Linked DNA regions of Bos taurus: region 1 is linked to region 2. Evidence: chromatin contacts called from public Hi-C data. All regions are on one chromosome and are shown on one strand. Each heading gives the region's core, a stretch centred on a gene start, on an enhancer-like site or on the middle of the called end of the contact. The rest is flanking DNA. Distances are from core to core; before and after follow the strand shown.

What was found. Hi-C and Micro-C count contacts between places; a contact is called where the count stands out from the background.
Region 1: a contact with region 2 is called in a Hi-C map of skeletal muscle, with 4 times the contacts expected there. The contact joins two enhancer-like sites. A contact is called at or near these places in 2 of 11 Hi-C or Micro-C datasets (liver and skeletal muscle).

Annotation. Positions count from the first base shown.
Region 1 is chr16:41,313,042-41,316,208 of ARS-UCD2.0, forward strand. All of the region lies in intron 61 of VPS13D (vacuolar protein sorting 13 homolog D), which reads right to left. Among named protein-coding and RNA genes, the nearest start is that of TRNAG-CCC, 94 kb to the right of the region's middle. Within about 2 kb of position 1,585, at least 18 of the 102 cell types and tissues checked have an H3K27ac peak or open chromatin away from gene starts, as enhancers often do. A contact at or near this core is called in liver and skeletal muscle, where this site is marked.
Region 2 is chr16:41,249,869-41,253,242 of ARS-UCD2.0, forward strand. The region is part of intron 65 of VPS13D (vacuolar protein sorting 13 homolog D); the gene reads right to left. Among named protein-coding and RNA genes, the nearest start is that of DHRS3, 140 kb to the left of the region's middle. Within about 2 kb of position 1,778, at least 31 of the 102 cell types and tissues checked have an H3K27ac peak or open chromatin away from gene starts, as enhancers often do. A contact at or near this core is called in liver and skeletal muscle, where this site is marked.

The DNA of each region.
Region 1 (3,167 bases), core at 335-2,834, 63 kb after region 2:
AGGCCAAGTGCTCTCCTTTTTTAATATAAAAACACTTTTTCATTCATGCTAATAATGTCAATAAATCTCTGATCTGTTTGGAATTTATTCTTATGTAGACTGTGATAACAAATTTAACTTCATATTTTTCCATATCACTATCTGGATAGTCTAATAACATTTTAGAACACCTATATATTCCCCATTGAATTAAAACTGCTTTATATTAAAATCTCATATGCAATGTAGTGGACTTTATACTTCATTTTCTCTTATTTTTTAATCCTTCAGCATGTATCTTCAGAGTCTATCTTAAATTCTTTTGGAATAGGAGTATGCTTAAATGAAATGATATAATTGAAGAAAAACGAGATGCAATTTTTTAAAACCAGAGAGTGGGTTGAAATTCAGATTCAAAAAGAAAAAAGACTGACAAATTCAACAACATAAAGTAAAAAGCTTTTGTATGGTTAAAAAACAATATGCACACCAAAAGCAAAGGAAAAAGACAAGTGAAAAACCTGAGAAAGAATATTTGCAACTTACATCAAAAATAAAACTTCTACAAAGAGCTTCTAAAATTATTAGTGATAAAAGACCAATAAAATTATTTTTAAAATGGACAAGTGATATGACCAGAGAGTTTAGTCCACTAGGTAAAAAATGACCCTTTTCGATAAACATAGGGTTGGGAGAAGAGATGAAACAAACAGAAGAGTCAGAGGAGAACCAGAAAGGACATGGTCAAGAACAGGGCAGTCCATAGTATCGAACATGGCAGAGGGCCTTCCAGAGATAGGACAGGAAAGAGTACCACCGCACTTGGTGCCTTGGGAAGTCACTAGTAGCCTACTAAAAAATTTCAGGATAAAACATTTCGGAGATTAAGAGCATCCTCAAGTTTTAATTCAGCCTAACACTCTACAACAACAAAACAACCCCCAAAGAAACATTAAGTAGGTGGCCTAAACTCCCGTAGCCGATAATTAGTAGGTCGTAGATTTGAGCATGCTCATTTTCACAACTGTGACTATCTGGTAGAAAGCATGAAGACCAGAATAGGGGATTATTTTATTTCTCCTGAAAAACGTTCTGCTCCTCATTCACGCACACCTTGCGCATCCACACGGTGAGTGATGATGAAGTGAGCAGGCCCTATTTTCCCCATTTCTCTGACAAAGAAACTGAGGCCAGCAGGCTTCACCATTTTTCTCAGAACCAAACAATAAATACGCTGGGAAAGCCAGGTACCAACATCAGTTCAGCACTCTGTTTTGGTAATACAACTCTGAGCCTCACTTTCTTCTCAGAGAACAGGAAATGAGATCAAAACAAAGGAGATGGCAAAACGCTTTATACCCCAACTTCCTCACTGCAGCCAAACACTGAAGAACCACAGATGATATTGATACATAGAAGACTTTAATACCTCTACTAAGCTGTCAAAACCTTCATGAGAGACACTATCCCCTTTCTGAGTGGCTAACACACTTTGTCTGAACCAAGGAAATATTCTGGCCTTTGAGTAAAATGTAATCTTTATCTGGTACTGCTGTGGGGCCTCCCACAGTGGAGAAAGCTGCTCTGTGGCACACTGGTATGAGTTACTCTGCCACCTTCAGGTCACTCTGGCGAGTCAAAGCACAGGAGACTGGAGGGCAAGAGCCCATCGGGGCTTTTTCTTGCAGTAACTAAATGACTAATCAAATACAGTAGTGTACAAAGTTGATGCTTATTTACTCAAGTAGCAGACAGTTTCCCGTTATAAAATGGACACTGGAGAAGGCAATCTGTGCTCATAAGTTCCTCATAAAAATAGGAAACTGTCCATTCCTACCTTCGCCAGACCCAAAAAAAAAAAAAACCTGCTGAAGTCTTGCAGGAACTTTAGAGTTAAAGAAGAAATACCTGTCCATATGCCATAAGGTCTCAGATGACAAGCAAGTCCCTGGGCCACGTCCTTTCCTTTCTCAGTTTATCCTGCACTAAACCAAACTGTCTGGAATTCATTCTTTAAAGGTTTATTTATGGTACACAGAGACTGTTTATGTGAAGCAGGGTATTTACCCATTTTCCTCTTGGGACCATGTTTAAAAACTACAGGGATATTTCCCTCTCTGGCACTTTCTGAAATACAATTAACAATACTGGATCTTTTTTCCTTTTAACAAATCTGGTTTTTATTTAGGGAGGGGAGGAAAAAAGTAAAGGGTCTGAAGTTTCCCAACAAATTATTTCAAGCCTTTGAGAAGACAGTTTTAGGCTTTTTAAATAGTGTCTTTGTTTGAAATTCCCCCTTACCCCCACCCTCTTGCTCTCTGACCATTAAAATGTGGGTTTTCTTCCAAACTAGATTGCTCAATTAAAGCCCTTCTTTTGTAATACCCCAATGCTTTAAATGGGAAAAGGACTGCTGTAGGCCACCTTGTGAAACCTTTTAAAGGTTCCTGGACTCTTTTGATCTTAAAAAAAAAAAAAAGGCGAAAGAACACATAAACTACCTGGCATTTTCCATATCACTCTGCTGCTCTCTAACATGCAAACTCGGAAGAATAATGGAGAATGGGGGGTGGGGAATGCCCTGCTCTCCTTTCTGCATTTGTGAGATGGAGCTATTATCTCCCCCTTCTTCCATCGCAGAGCAAGGAATCCAATCGAGATAGCACCTGTGAGACTGCTCTGAGTCCTCTGAACAGACACTCTATCTGGCAATAATGTACCCTCACTGTAAACCTGGAGAGACTTCCCTCTGAGACTTCTGACAGCCTCATTTCTGGTCTGGAGTCAAGAGAATCAAGATAATTATTCCTTCAATACCAAAGACCTTTTAGTCAGACTCTCATGATTCCTGCTCTGGGACGGTACTCCATTCTTTTAGCCGTTATCTAGTCATCTCAAAGAGAGGATTGCACTTCCCAAGAGCTGCTCATCAAGGGATATTACTCTGTTAGAAAACTCTTTGAATAAATGACATTATTTTATGGGTCCCAGACTCCATGAGGAGAACTCAAGACACAGTGAAATGGTGACTTCCACAAGCTGAGGATTTAATATTGATGTCCCAATTCCCACCGCCTGGTGTGAGACATTAACGTACCACATTCAGGGTGTCCCCTGCCCACACCTCATAACTTTGGCCTTCAGTATAGTGTCAAATGAAACATTAGACCTCGATGATTCCTAGTTTA
Region 2 (3,374 bases), core at 528-3,027:
TAAATCAGAATAATGTTCGAGGCCATTCGTCAGCTCTACTATTGCATTTTTGGAATAAGAATAAAATCTTATGAATCTTTTCACTGAACTTAAAAAAAAAAAAAAAAAAACAACCCTGTGGTATATTAGACTTTAACTTCCCTAGTGGCTCAGATGGTAAAGAATCTGCCTGCAATGCAGGAGACCCAGGTTTGGTCCGTGGATTGGGAAGATCCCCTGGAGAAGGGAATAGCAACCCACTCCAGTATTCTTGCCTGGAGAATCCCACGGACAGAGGAGCCTGGTGGTCTTCAGTCCATAGGGTCACAAAGAGTCAGACACGACTGAGTGAACAACAGCATGGTCAATGTCAGCTCAAGATCAATATGCACTGCCTAATCCTGGCACTGTCCATTCCCCTATGAACCACTTCCCCTGCCCAGTGACACCCAGAATTTCCTAAAGGAGCTAAATTTCTGGAAATAGGGGCACTGGGAAGATGAGTTTTGAAATGAATTATGAAATGAATCTTTATACTCTAGAGAAAGCTAGTTTCTCAAAGGCTCAAAGCTTTATAATATCTAAAGTTATTTCCTACTTTCATTATGCAGAAACCATGAACCAAGGGGTGCACGATGAAAGCAGTATTTTTTTAAAGAGCCCATCACGCCTAGCTAGAGATGAAAGAGTCTTTCTTTTTAAACTCTAGTCCTGAACCCAAGAGCACTTTTTTTTTTAAAGAGACCTGGGGGAACTCGACCAACATGATAACACTGTTGTGAGACTGCCCTGGCAGGAGTCAGACAGATAAGTCCTTCACAGTTCCAAGAGCCCCACTGAAGGGAGATCTGATTGTACAACTCAAAACCCTTCAACAATACTAAACAGTGGACTGGCATGCGTCTGGAAAATATAACTGTTTTTGAAGAATGCTTTCCAAACCACGTAATGCTTTTAAAGCTGTTTATCAGGAGAGCTGGATGAGCAACAGTGGCCTGAAGCAGTGTGTCAGCTGTCACAGGGTCGCATGCCCTGTCCGCGTTCCTGTAAGCCCTCCATCATCCTCGGCTGTCTTACCCTTGGCAGACGACAGATGCCAAAGTTTGGAGACATTTGCTACATAACTTCTACCCGACAAACCTGGCTCCAGGACAGATTTCCATGTCATGTGGGGCTTTTGGCTGAACTCTGCTCGAACCCAGAGGCATATCATTTACAGCAGACACTAACAATAGTTTGGGATCACCTGCTCTTCCACAGGCGGGTTCAGAGCAAGTTCGTGGCCTCTGCACACCTTTTCCAGTGGGGTTTCTGGTACACAAGGGCTGAGAGCCCAGGTGAGTTCATCCACCCAGAATTCCAACCGTGTGACAAGCACAGGTTTGTGGGCCTGAATTTAACTATTTTGTGTGAAGAAAGAGAAGGGGAGAGACAAAAACCCAGCATAGCGTATGACTTTCTGGTCTCACCACCATAGCAAGTGGTCGGCAAGTTTTCAGGGACAGGGAACAAGTAAGAGGTGAAGACATAACCCCCGCATCACTTATGCTTAGCATCCCATATTCAGAGAGGTATATACTGACTCAGATGCCATTTCTGGAGCCCTAATTATACACGTCCCAAGTCAGCTAAGCGCTTTATAAACCTTATGTCATCTAAGGCACATAACCACCCGCCGAGGCAGGCATTATCAGTCCTATTCCATGAGTCAGAGGAATCTCACCCCAGAGATACTGAGGGGGAGAAACTTGCTCTGGGCCACAGCTAAGCAGCAGCAGTGAGATGACTCACGTTCAGGGCTGCCCTCTGACCTTGTGGTACAGACGTGGGAACCAGGCAGGGCTCTGGGAGCCCTTTCTTGATCTCTGCAGATGCTCAGTTTCATCTCACACTGGCCACCACAGCACTCCTTCCCACGTCTTCTCCAGGACTGGGGAAGATCTGAGATTTTATGTTCTTTCCATGTCTCTTTCTGAAACAGGCGCTTCTCTTTGAAGAGAGACCTCTTGCCCTTGGAGTGTCAAGATAAGAAAACTTTCAGCAACTTCCCTTGGAAACTACAAAACACCCATCAGCACCCAGGATCTAAGTACAGTCGCTCACCAGCTGCCAGCCCCTCTGAATAGCTTTTATGGTTCAGTGAGGGGTGGTGACAGGGCCGTGTCACTACCGTGGGGTGTGCTGTTTCTTTCATGTTCCCAGGATCTGACAAGAGCCTTCCACAACCTGTTTCTTTACAACACACGGAATGAGAGATTAAAGACCAGTACCAGACGTAAAGCTGGGGTTGGGACTAGCAACGATCTCTCTCCAGATGCATTCTAAATCTTTCTGGGAAAGAAGGGCTGCTGACCGCCCTAAGCAGATGGTGTTCAAAAGCTGTCATGATGATTAAATGAGATAATACATGTAAAATACATATGACGTAGTAAACATCCACAGGAAAGGTTTAAAAATGTTAACAGTATTTTTATTTATTGATATCACCAAACTTAAAAGACTGTTTTAGCAGAAACAATGTATATGGATTTCAGTAAAACTACATTAATTCAGAGCTACTAGCTGGATGTGGAGGAGAAAAGACATCAAGAAAAGACGAATGAACTAGTGAAAAAAACCTAAATTATAGGATTTCTGATTAACTATGACAGATTGAGTCCAGAGACCCCTTTAAAGTGAAAGCAAAGGGATACAAGTGGCAAGGATCCAAAAGGATAAAGAGAAGGTGTCAACAACATTTTAGAAGCTAAAGAGCAGATGGACAAGTGGTGCTGAGATGTAAGCCCGAGGGAGTAGCAGCCACAAAGCAGTGAGCTAATTAGTGTATTAACCGCTGAATTTCATAAAGACGGAGGTGCACCAAGGAGCTCTGAGTGCTTGGGGCATCAGGGAGGAACAGGGAGGCCTGTCTGTAAGATGGTGAAAACAGGAAAGTTGGGTAGAAGTCTGGATAAGAAGCGGTGAGACCACAGGGCTCTCCCACCCACAGCCAGCCCGCTCCTCCTCAGCAGAAGATGGGCACCAGCAGGTCCCCACCTGATGCTTCATGGTGAGGCCCCGGGCCCCACACAGAGAGCCCCCAGTCTGCAGACTAGCACCTCCTCTCAAGATAGGAGAACACCTTGTCAAGAATCATCAAACATCTGGGAACTGTCTATTCATGAAAGAAAAAGGCCAAAACAAGCAACCGGGAGAAAGAAACTCAGGAGAGAATGAGGGCCTTCACTCTACAGAGGACAGGAGCAGGAGGCAGCTAGGGGAAGGCTTTCCAGAGAAAAAATGTAACTGATCAATTACTAAGTACATTTTTAAACATGGACAGGAGGAATTTTAAAGGAAATCAACCCTGAATACTCACTGCAAGGACTAATGCTGAAGCTGAAGCTCCAATACTT